Regions from separate parts of the Sus scrofa genome. Here all the other regions are linked to region 2. A link is a contact called in public HiChIP or PLAC-seq data. All regions are on one chromosome and are shown on one strand. The core of a region is the stretch at or near the end of the contact, and the rest is flanking DNA. Distances in the headings are between cores, read along the strand shown.

Region 1 (3,563 bases), core at 911-3,410, 540 kb after region 2:
ACTGTAGTTTCTGCAATAGTTCATACTGGAAGATCCACCTGGCCAACCAAACATTGTTCCTTTTCCTTTTCCTTACATGCATTCTGACCTGAATGTGAATGTACCAAATGATTTACTTTTTCAGTTTATTTTTTTATTGAAGTATAGTTGATTTACAATGTTGTGTTAGTTGTGGTATATAGTGCAGTGATTCATATATATATGTATGTATATATATATATATATATATATATATATATATAATCTGAATATCCCTTTTCAGATTTTCCTCCATATTAAAAAATATTGAGTGTATTTCCCTAAACTTTTTTTTTTTTTTTTTTTGTCTTTTTGCTATTTCTTAGGCCACTCCCTCGGCATATGGAGGTTCCCAGGCTAGGGGTCGAATCGGAGCTGTAGCCACCGGCCTACACCAGAGCCACAACAACGCGGGATCCGAGCCGCGTCTGCAACCTACACCACAGCTCACGGCAACGCCGGATCATTAACCCACTGAGCAAGGGCAGGGATCGAACCCTCAACCTCATGGTTCCTAGTCGGATTCGCTAACCACTGCGCCACCACGGGAACTCCCCTAAACGTTTTACTTTTAAACTTATCCTGTATCCATTGGTATGGTTATATGTTTAACAAAGCTGCTTTCTAGAATAAAGAGCCCTGAGGGAACCCTCGTACACTGTTGGTGAGAATGTACAATGGTGACCACTATGGGAAACCGAGTGAAGGTTCCTTAAAAAACTGAAAATAGAACTACTGGAGTTCCCAGTGTGGCACAGTGAGTTAAAGATTCAGCATTGCTGCAGCTGCTGCGTCAGTCATAGCTATGGCTGAGATTTGATCCCTGGCCTGGGAACTTACATATTCCATGGGTACAGCTGAAAAAAAAAAAAAAAAAAAAAAAAGAACTACCATGTGATCCAGCAAGCCCACTCCTGGATATATATTCAGGGAAAAAAAAACAAAAAACAAAAAAACCCTCTAATTTGAAAAGATACATGCACCCCATTATTCACTATTTACAATAGCCAGGACATGGAAATTACCTAAGTTCCCATCAACAGATGATTGGTTTAAGAAAATGTGGTCCTATGGTACAATAGAATTGCTCAGCCCTAAAAAAGAGTGAAATAATGCCATTTTCAGCAACATGTATGGACCTATTATACTTAATGAAGAAAGACGGGAAAAGACAAATACTATATGATAGATATATGAAATCTAAAAAATAATACAAATGAATCTGTATACAAAACAGAAGCAGATTCACAGACATACAAACTTACAGTTACCAAAGAGGAGAAGGAGAGAGGGGAGGGACAAATTAGGAGTATGGGATTAACAGATACAAACTACTATACATAAAATAGATAAGCAGCAAAAATTTACTATATGGTGTAAGAAATTACATTCATTATCTTGTAATAACCTCTAATGAAGTATAATCAGACAAAAAACTGAATCACTATGCTGAATGTCTAAAAATAACAATATTATAAATCAACTATACTTGCATTAAAAATAATAATAATTAGAAAAAAATAAGTGAACAGAATCACTTCAAGCGGAGAAAAAAAGAGCCCTGATGTGCAGCATTTGCTCATATCTCTGATGTAAGTACTCCTACCATGGCCAGTGTCTCACTACCACCATAACATCACTTACTAGATGGTTGGAAGAGAGGCACATGATTGGCTCTCATGAGCTTTTGTGAGCACCTCCAGCCTGGATGCCTGCGTACATCCACAAACGAGTTAGACCTATCTACCGCCTTATAAGCATTGTCTTCAAATTTCCAGTGACTTAAAAGAGACAAATGTCAGGAAACTTGACTAGAGTCCTTGTTTCAGAGTATCCATAGGCTTGATTTTGAGAGAGATGATTGCCCTTTCTCCATGACTACAGAGTTATTACTGGAAGCAAGTGGAATGGGAAAAGAGCAAATGCAGGAAAATATAAAACATGCAAATTGTTTTGAAGTCAAAACAAACCTTTATGGTAAAGCATCTGAGATGAGCTGCCCTGTTTTTATGGTGCTTTTCTTCCTGGAAAGAAGTGCAGACTTCAGGGGCATTCCAGCTGGGTTCCTATTAACAGGATGTATAGGTCTTGGGGTTAAAGGTGCTGAACAGTAGACACAGCCAGACTCTCTCTAAGACATAGAGCACCTCTGACCCCCACTGGCTGCCGGGATGTGTTGCATCTCGGGTGTGGCCAAGGCCCCTTCAGAGCCCTGCCCTTTTCCTAACTGTACATATATCCTCTTCAGGGGCTGCCTTACTAATTCCTTTTTTGTTGTATTGTCAGAATTTCCTACCAGGTACCATCTATTTCTTATTGATATTAAAAAATTTAAACTCTTCATCTATTTCCCCTCTGGAGTGGTAGATATGTCTAGTGTCATTAAATCGTGTATAAATTTCATTTCACTTGATCAGAAGATGAACCAAGAGAGGGTTTGAAGTTGTTACTTGTGTGGTTGGTTTTGATTTATCTTGTTCTGGTCCTTTTGGTGACAAACCCTAGACTTTGCTTCTCTGTTACTAAGAAGCCCTTCTTTTACCTATTCTGGGTCAGTACCTGAGCCCATGCTTTCTTGTGGTCCCTCTGACACAAAAGGGACCATAAACACCAGCCACAGCAACAAAGCAGGCAGAGGCCAGGCCCTAAATCTCTGTAGGAAGCCAGGGCAGTTAACAAAACCCCGGGCCAGCAGGCCACAAAGCCCAGTCCATAATCAGGATGTTGCATCTATTGAGCACTCTTGAGTCTCTGATTCCATCCATTCACTTTGGTATTTCTATGGTACCTCTCACCACAGTACCTTGGTAACCTGACTCGTGAATTAGACTAGACTGAAGCAGGCTGGTGGAGAGGTGGAGTGCTTATAGGTGAGGAGCACGCTATCCAGTGGGTTTATGCGAGCAGACTGAGCAGTCTCCACTGATGGCTGACCTTGTCCTGAAAACAAAACTACAGTTGTACATTACAGGTATTCCTCAAAGGAGATTTTTTTCCCCAATACTCTGCATTAAATTTTTATTTTTGGACTGAGACCTGAATCCAATTGTTAATCCTCTTTGTGGAGGGAAACTTACATTGTTATTGTGAGCTTAGTCTCTTCTCCCCATTTTATTGCTTAACCCAAGTACAGCTGCCCCTATTGAACAGGAATGTTCTTCTCTCTCTATGTATTACCTTCAAAGACAAATTCAGGGTTTCTTACCCCAAAGAACTGCTTTCTGCTCTTGTTTCTCATGGCCAGCAGAGGGACCCCAGGGTAAGGCTCAGACCCAGTGTGAGATGAGGCTACTTTGTTGTGCTGAAAGAGCCCCTAACTCTCTAGGGAAGTGACATTTCACCCTAGGGTTTCTCAGCACACACACAAAAGGCTTGAGAAATAGAGCCGAATCCCTTGGGACAACCGGTACAATCATCCTTATTTGTGGCTGAGAAGAGCTTTGCAACCACATCTAATGCTGTCAGGGAACGAGAAAGCAGTTCAGTGCTTCTTTTGAGAATCAGCAAAACTAAAGGAGAAAAGCAGTAGAATCCTGGACCAGGGC
Region 2 (3,873 bases), core at 1,274-3,773:
TATCAATGACAGACAAAACAAAATGGACTGAAAAGTTACTAGCTGTCACTGAGACATTTACTACTTAACTGAAATATTTTTCAAAATCACTTTTCTTACTCATCAAAGTAATCACTTCTACAACAAAATTTCCAAATACTACTATTCTTCCACCCATCTCACAGGGTGAGATTTACATTATTCTTTTCTTCTCACTCATGAACTCAGAAAATCTATTAAACTACTTTTTGAGAGCCAGGGTTTACAGGTGGAGTTTAGGAGCAACAGGGTTCCCACTTCTTATTTGTTCCTTTCCAATAAAAAACCATGAAAGCTTCAAATACTTTTAATCTTGTAGGCTTGTAGTGTTTTGATATTCAGTGCTAAAAAATCCACTGTTTATTCCTTCCTTTGTTGTGTCCTTGATAATTGACGAAGAACCTTTAGAAACTTTTGAAAAAAATGGGACGTATGCGCATCCTCTTCCTTAATTGTTGAATATAGATAAGTAAGCAAGGAAAAGGATGCTTATTTTTTACAGTATTTGGCTAAATGTGTATTTCCTTTTAAGAATTCCCCTCTCCTGCTACTTGACAAATGCAGGGTTGGCCATGTGTAAAAGAAAACTGATGCAGAGATGTACGTGACCTTTTATGCTGCATTAGAGGTAGACTGGAACTCCCTACACTACTGCTGTGGGTCAGTTTTCAGCAAAGCAATGTGTCCTGTTCTGGTACTTCTAAGGGCATAATGATACATAATTAAGATACACAGTGATACATAATTCATGATACAGAGCAGGTATTCCAGGGGGAAAAGATGTCTGCTCCTTCACCACCTTCGCTTTCATCAAGATCCCAAGTCAATGTTGTGGGGGTTCTGATGTATGTTTTTCTCTGAAACCTTTCCAATGGGTGTGTGACTACATTTTTACCAAGTGAATTATTTTGAAAGAAATGTGGCAGCTCAGTCTCAGTATTCCAAAAGATTAAATGAACAAAGCTCATAACAGGAAAGTGGTCTGTTAACTATATATTTTCCCTCCCCTAGTTTAAGAAAGTGGTTTAAAGTTTAAAATGTAACATTCTGAGTACCTTCTATGTTAATAAAATCCCTGGGATTGTTTTTAATATTCCCAGATGAATGGAGAAGAAGGCATATAGGGCTGAATTAAGAGCACAAAGCCCTCTTACAGACTTTGCTAGGAAAATGATTTCTTGCAAACCCAGTAGAACAGCTAGTACTATTTCTATAGTACTTCCTTCTAGCTGGTGGAAAGTCATGTTAACTGGGATGCTCATAATGAGGAAGAATGACTTCCTGACAAACTTAGCTTTTCTTCTCCATGCTTTTAATGCTAGAAAACCACTGTGTTCAATGACTGACTGCTGGCATGCCTAGTATGTGTAAGCTCGGGGCTAGGCAACAGATATAAATACAAAGTGGGATAAAGAAAAGATAAAACAAGATCTCTGTTTCTCTAGGCACTGAGTCTAGCAGAACAGCGAAAACAGATGCCAGTTCTGCTATAATAAAAGTATTTTGATATATCATAAAGGGTTGCAAGTATGGAGTGGATTTCCCTCCTTAATTTCATTTAGGGAAGTCCTAGAAAGATCTACAGAGAAGATGATGCCTAAATAATTTTAAAGGAACGAACAGAACTGATAAGCAAAGAGCAGATGAAGGCTGAAAAATTTTCTTGACCAGCTTTGATGAAAACAACATTCTATAGAATACTAAACAGTTTATGATTCTGCTGTTCAGGAAACACCAAAGTTATAACAAGCTTATTCAAAGACCTGTGTGCAGCATACTTTGCAGGGGCTGGGGGTGGGGGGGGGTGTTAAACCAGAAGGTATGCAGCACTCCTCACGCTTATTTGGCACAGAAGTCCTTTTTTAGCAAAACACCTTTAATAGAGTAGTGGTTCTTAGAAGATACCGTAAGCAGTCTGTACTGGATCATCTCTATAGAACTTTCTGACTCAAATTAGACAAGAGATCTGAAAAGAAAAATCCAGAGAAGATGAACATCAGCTATTTTAATGTCTTACTATTTAAGACTTCTTAAGCTATCATAAAATTCAGGAACTGTGTTCAGTGCAACTAAAGCTCCAAGAATCAAAATATGAGGGAAAAAGATAACCTGACAGCCAGCTAGAGATGGGTAAATTCACCTGGTACGAATTCATCCTAAGAGAAGTGGGTGTGAGACATTCAAACGTGGTCCAATCTAACCACAACAGAGGCCAGAGAGTGTCACTAAGATTTGCTCCTGCCTAGTCCACTCACTCTCTGCCAAGGACTTTGGTCTGGGATAAACACAAAGACATCAGTGGGAAAAAAAAAAAAAAAAAAAAGACTCATAAACGAAAACCAAAAAAACCCCTGACAAGTCATTTTCTCTACAAATCTCTCTATGCCTAGAGGAAAGCCCGAGAATATGAACTAAAAAAGGAACCTGGTGCATGGTCCTCCCTTCACTGCAAACCCATGGAGCTCTGGCACAGTGGGAGCACTCGTGTGTTCTCAGCACGGATGACAGTGCTCCTGGCAATGACTGGTGGGAAGTAGGTCAGGGCAGAAGCAGTGCACAGCAGAGGCAGTGAGACCAATGTGGCTGAAGGAAGTGAGGGTGATGGGTGAGGAACCAGTGCTGCACAGAGATGGCTACAAGGAACTGACCAAATTCATTCACTGGCACATACCAGGCCCACATGGGGGAACTTAGAAAGTATGGGGGGAGGGTCTATTAGGGACACTTACTGGCTAATAGCCACCAAAACCAGTAAAGTCTCAGTTGTATACACGACAAAATCAAAAGGGCTTCTTATTCAACAGAGATGACATAACCTGAAAGCTATGCTTCTAGGAGAGGATAGATAAAGAAGCCATACCACGAACATCATCACAAGACATACAGCAGTGAACAATGGCATGAGTTCTACAGCTAGAAGGCTTGGGTTCAAATCCAAGGTCTGACACCTACTAGCTATATGGCTTTGCCCAAGTTATTTAACCTCTCTGTATCTCAACTTCCTCACTGTAAAAGGGATAATAATTCCTACCAAACAGAGTTGCTATTAGGATTAAAATAAGTTTATAGGTAAAATCCTTACAAGGAAGTTCACCCCCCTAATTTCTTCCTGTGTAAAATGCAGATAATAGCCAGTATTTATGGTGTACATAGTCTATGTGTCTTTCACTGTTTTAAGCCCTTTGCATATAGTTCTCATCTCATAGTTTTATTTATTTATTTATTTTATTTATTTATTTTTTAATTTTCCCACTGAACAGCAAGGTCATCTCATAGTTTTAAAATGAACGAACATGGTGGATGAAGCACTAAAACAGTGCCAAGTATATGGGAAGCACAAAATAAACATAACTACTGCAACTACTACTATCAGTATTTATGCTGCTGCTGCTACTCTTTTTTGTTTTGTTTTTGTCTTTTTAGGGCTGCCCCCATAGCATATGACAGTTCCCAGGCTAGTGGTCGAACTGGAGCTATAGCCACCAGCCTACACCACAGCCAGAGCAACAGGGGTTCTGAGCCTCGTCTACAACCTACACCGAAGCCTATAGCAATGCCGGTTCCTTAATCCACTGAGCAAGGCCAGGGATCGAACCCGTGTCCTCATGGATACTAGTCAGGTTCATTACCACCGAGCCACAGCAGAACTCCAAATAGGATGTATCTTTTACTCCCAGGTCACGTTTTCTTATTCAGCATTTTATGGTAAATTTATCTGTAAATTCTTAACCTTTGGCAGCTTTTCTACAGTGTAAATTAGTTCTCAAGTTTTTTTTTTTTTTTTTTTTTTTTTGTCTTTCACAAGAAAAGTATTCTAGTGGTGGTATAGGAAACAACTTTATTGGGATATAATTC
Region 3 (3,843 bases), core at 1,039-3,538, 620 kb after region 2:
TGGCAGCTACAGCTCCAATTGGACCTCTAGCCTGGGAACCTCTATATGCCTCTGGTGCAGCCCTAAAAAGACAAAAAAAAAAAAAAAAAAAAATCTTAGGCTGGTTAGATCACCTCCACTGAAGAAGTCCATCCTCCAAGTTCTCCTTGTAACACAGTATGATCAGCCCCTCTCTCTTTTCTTCCATTATGGGTAGCAATTTAATATTTAGGACCTTAGATGTCATCTAAGCTGAGAGACAATGGAAATATGATTTGGGAGGAGGCTAAACAATTTCATTTTTCAAATAATTCTTCCACAATAATTTCTGAATTCCCTTCATTGTCCCTGTAGATAATCTTTTTTCATCTTGGTAAGTATAATTAGTTTTCTGGGGCAACCATAACAAAATATCACAGGCTGAGTGGCTTAAACAAACAATTTATTTTTTCTTGGTTCTGAAGGCTGGAAGTCCAACATCAAGGTGCCAGTAGGGTTGGTTTCTTCTGAGGCTCTCTCCTTGGCTTACAGATGGCCATCCTCTTGCTGCCTCTTCACATGCTGTTCACCGCAAGAGCATGTTTCTGATGTTGCTGCTCTGTGTCCTCTCTCTCACTCTTTCTCTTTTTTGACTGCACCCACAGCATGCGGAAGTCTCAGGCCAGGGATTAAACCCATGCCACAGCAGCCACCCGAGCCACAGATGCCTAATGTGCTGTGCCACAAGGGAACTCCCTGTAATCTCTTTTTTTTTTTTTTTCTTTTTGTCTTTTTTCGGGCTGCACCCACAGCATAGGGAGGTTCTCAGGCTAGGGGTCGAATCAGAGCTACAGGTGCCAGCCTACACCACAGCCACAGCAACTCAGGATGCAAGCCTTGACTGCTACATACACCAACGCCAGATCCTTAACTCACTGAGCAAGGCCAGGGATCGAACATGATACCTCATGGATGCCAGTCAGATTCATTTCCGATGAGCCACAACAGGAACTCTTATAATCGCCTCTTCTTAGGAAAACACCAGTCAAATTGAATTAGAGCCTACCCTAATCCTTCATTTTAACTTAATTTCCTTTTTAAAGGTTCTGTCTACAAATATAATCACATTCTGAGGCACACAGGGGCTAGAACTTCAACATACAAATTTGAGGGGATACATCTGCCTATAACAATGTGTTTCCATTGATTAATTCATTTAGCGCCTTTCTTGGTGGTTCCTAAATCTGACTGTTTACCAGAATTTCCTGAACAGCTTATTTAAACTGTAGAAATTGGACTTCTCTCCAGACCTCTTGAGTCAGAAACCCTGAATATAGAGCCCAGGTATTTGTGGTTTTTAAAAAAAAAATCTCCCCGGGGTATTCTGAGGTGGAGCCAGGGTTAAAACTTCTGGGTTAAGTATTCTAGAAGTAACACTTACTGTGTTCCAGATATGCTTTAAATGCCACATGCATATTAACTCCTTTAATCTTCATACTGAGCTATAAGGTAGGAACTTTGTATTATTCCTCTTTTACAAATGAGGACACATAGGCACAGAAGTTAAGTTCCTTGCCTGCAGTCACAGAGTTGGTCAGCGATAGGGATGGGATGTGAACCCAGGCAGTCCAGCTCCTGTGTCTGGGCTCCTGACCACTACACTCAACTGCTTCTCTCTCACAGATGGTGTGTTGACCTCAGTCAACCAACTATGCGACCCAAGTGGAATAAGAACTGGAAGCTGAGAATCACTGACAACTGTTCCACACTGATTCCTGTCATTGCATGCTTAGATATTTGTATGTTTTTGAAAGAATCAGCAACGTTGTAAAGGCTGACTGCATCCTGGTATAACTTAACACATTTAGAAATCATGACACACATACCTAGTGGTGAAGCAATATGAAAGCACTCTGTAAGTTTATATAAAATGAATAAAGAGTAAGCCCTGGAGGACCTTGCTTCTTAGAGTGAACACAAAGAGATTCAAGTCTGGTGAACAAGATAAGCCTGAGGATTCACTCTCTCCGATCCCTTTGGCCCCTCCAGGAGCACTAAGTGGGAAAAGAGACAGAAGCCTTCCTCCCACACGCCTTCTTGTGTCTTTTTACCTTTCATGCTGGCTTCTTTTCCATGGTTTTTCCCTTAGTAAATGCAAAGGGCTGTGTTGATTCAGAGGCCTTCAACAGACTGTATTTCTAGTTGTATTCTCATACAGATTCTGTTCTTTTGAGCTACTTCTCCTGTTTTTCTTTACAGGCTCCTAACAGTCTTGGTACAACAGTCAAATCTCAGTGAGATTAATCACCAGGACAATGAGGTAAGCCTGCCCTCTCAAGGAACAGTTGGCCATTGTGCGTGTTGGGATGGGAAGAAGGGCTTTTCTGAACTATGGAGCTTCCTCTCACAAGATGGAATGGAGCAGTTTTGTGTTCCTACCCTGAGAGGGAAGCCTGTGTCTCCACAATTATTCCTCAGGCAGAAATTTATCCCACTGTGGGTGTGGGGAGCTTTTAATAGAGAAGGATTTATTGCATTAAGTACTTAAGCATTTATCATACCACTGAAATTTTGTAATTTCCCTTTGGACATTGAGAAATAGATATTGCTCTTTCCTGTCTTCTCGAGAACTAGAAACTTCATTGGCTGCTGATGCTCTCTCTCTGAGTGAAAGATGGCAGATAGATAATAATTCTAGGCTCCCTAATCCAGAAACCGCATTATTAATGCCAGTGGTCACAACTGATGTTTCCCTTGTGTTGCAAGGCAATCCTGCACAAGGCTTCCAAAAAGGCAGCGGAGTACTCTCAACAAAGTTCCTGAAGGAGGGTGGATCAGATCAGGCAGGACTGCCCAGAGTAGCTCAGGATCTTGTATCTACTTAACTCTTTAAAAACCAGGTCTGGGAGTTCCCATTACAGCTCAGTGGTTAACGAATCCGACTAAGAACCATGAGGTTGCAGGTTCAATCCCTGGCCTTGCTCAGTGGGTTGGGGATCTGGCATTTCCGTGAGCTGTGGTGTAGGTTGCAGACGTGGCTGGAATCCCATGTTGCTGTGGCTCTGGCGTAGGCCAGTGGCTACAGCTCTGATTCGACCCCTAGCCTGGGAACCTCCATATGCCGTGGGTGTAGCCCTAAAAAGCAAAAAGACAAAAAAAGAAAAAGAAAAGAAAAAAAAAAAAAAAAAAAAAAGCAGGTCTGATTTTCTTTTTTTTTTTTTTTTTTGTCTTTTTTTTTTTGCCATTTCTTGGGCCGCTCCTGTGGCATATGGAGGTTCCCAGGCTAGGGGTTGAATCGGAGCTGTAGCTACCAGCCTACACCAGAGCCACAGCAACGCAGGATCCGAGCCGCGTCTGAAACCTACACCACAGCTCAGGGTAACACCAGATCGTTAACCCACTCAGCAACGGCAGGGATCGAACCCGCAACCTCATGGTTCCTAGTCGGATTCGTTAACCACTGCGCCACGATGGGAACTCCCGGAGCAGGTCTGATTTTCATTAGCCAGCCTGATTTCTTTAATAAGCTTTTTTAAAACTGATATAAATACCTGGTTTATAATGGAATTTTTTATAAATGTAAGCTTGGTTTGGCTGCACTTCACAAAGAATGTCTGGTTACGTTAAGAAAGTCTGATAGCACTGAAAACGCATATGCCCCAAGATAACACTGCTTTCAAGGAGGCCAGCTGGCCACAGACAAGACCAGAGGAGACCCCCGAACTGGGGCTGGGCCTCCCACTCCAACTTTGTCCTGTCCCTCTTCTTTCTTCTTCTTTTTTAGTCTTTTTAGGGCCTCACCCTCGGCATGTAGGCATATGGAGGTTCCCAGGCTAGGAGTCGAATCGGAGCTGCAGCTTCTGGCCTACACCACAGCAACGCAGG

What was found. HiChIP or PLAC-seq counts read pairs in DNA pulled down with a chosen protein or histone mark.
Region 1: a contact with region 2 is called in an H3K27ac HiChIP or PLAC-seq map of alveolar macrophages. The contact joins two enhancer-like sites. A contact is called at or near these places in 1 of 5 promoter capture datasets (liver), 23 of 47 Hi-C or Micro-C datasets (adipocytes, alveolar macrophages, brain and 13 more) and 2 of 2 datasets of contacts at active chromatin or transcription factors (alveolar macrophages and skeletal muscle).
Region 3: a contact with region 2 is called in an H3K27ac HiChIP or PLAC-seq map of alveolar macrophages. The contact joins two enhancer-like sites. A contact is called at or near these places in 2 of 2 datasets of contacts at active chromatin or transcription factors (alveolar macrophages and skeletal muscle).

The regions. Positions count from the first base shown.
Region 1 is chr16:35,362,153-35,365,715 of Sscrofa11.1, reverse strand. The region is part of intron 4 of ANKRD55 (ankyrin repeat domain-containing protein 55); the gene reads left to right. Among named protein-coding and RNA genes, the nearest start is that of IL6ST, 210 kb to the right of the region's middle. Within about 2 kb of position 2,160, at least 5 of the 83 cell types and tissues checked have an H3K27ac peak or open chromatin away from gene starts, as enhancers often do.
Region 2 is chr16:35,898,916-35,902,788 of Sscrofa11.1, reverse strand. The region is part of intron 1 of MAP3K1 (mitogen-activated protein kinase kinase kinase 1); the gene reads right to left. Among named protein-coding and RNA genes, the nearest start is that of MAP3K1, 29 kb to the right of the region's middle. Within about 2 kb of position 2,523, at least 14 of the 83 cell types and tissues checked have an H3K27ac peak or open chromatin away from gene starts, as enhancers often do. A contact at or near this core is called in alveolar macrophages, where this site is marked.
Region 3 is chr16:35,279,541-35,283,383 of Sscrofa11.1, reverse strand. It overlaps ANKRD55 (ankyrin repeat domain-containing protein 55), which reads left to right. Exons shown (of 15, transcript XM_021076744.1): 9 at 2,218-2,278. Among named protein-coding and RNA genes, the nearest start is that of IL6ST, 130 kb to the right of the region's middle. Within about 2 kb of position 2,288, at least 9 of the 83 cell types and tissues checked have an H3K27ac peak or open chromatin away from gene starts, as enhancers often do. A contact at or near this core is called in alveolar macrophages, where this site is marked.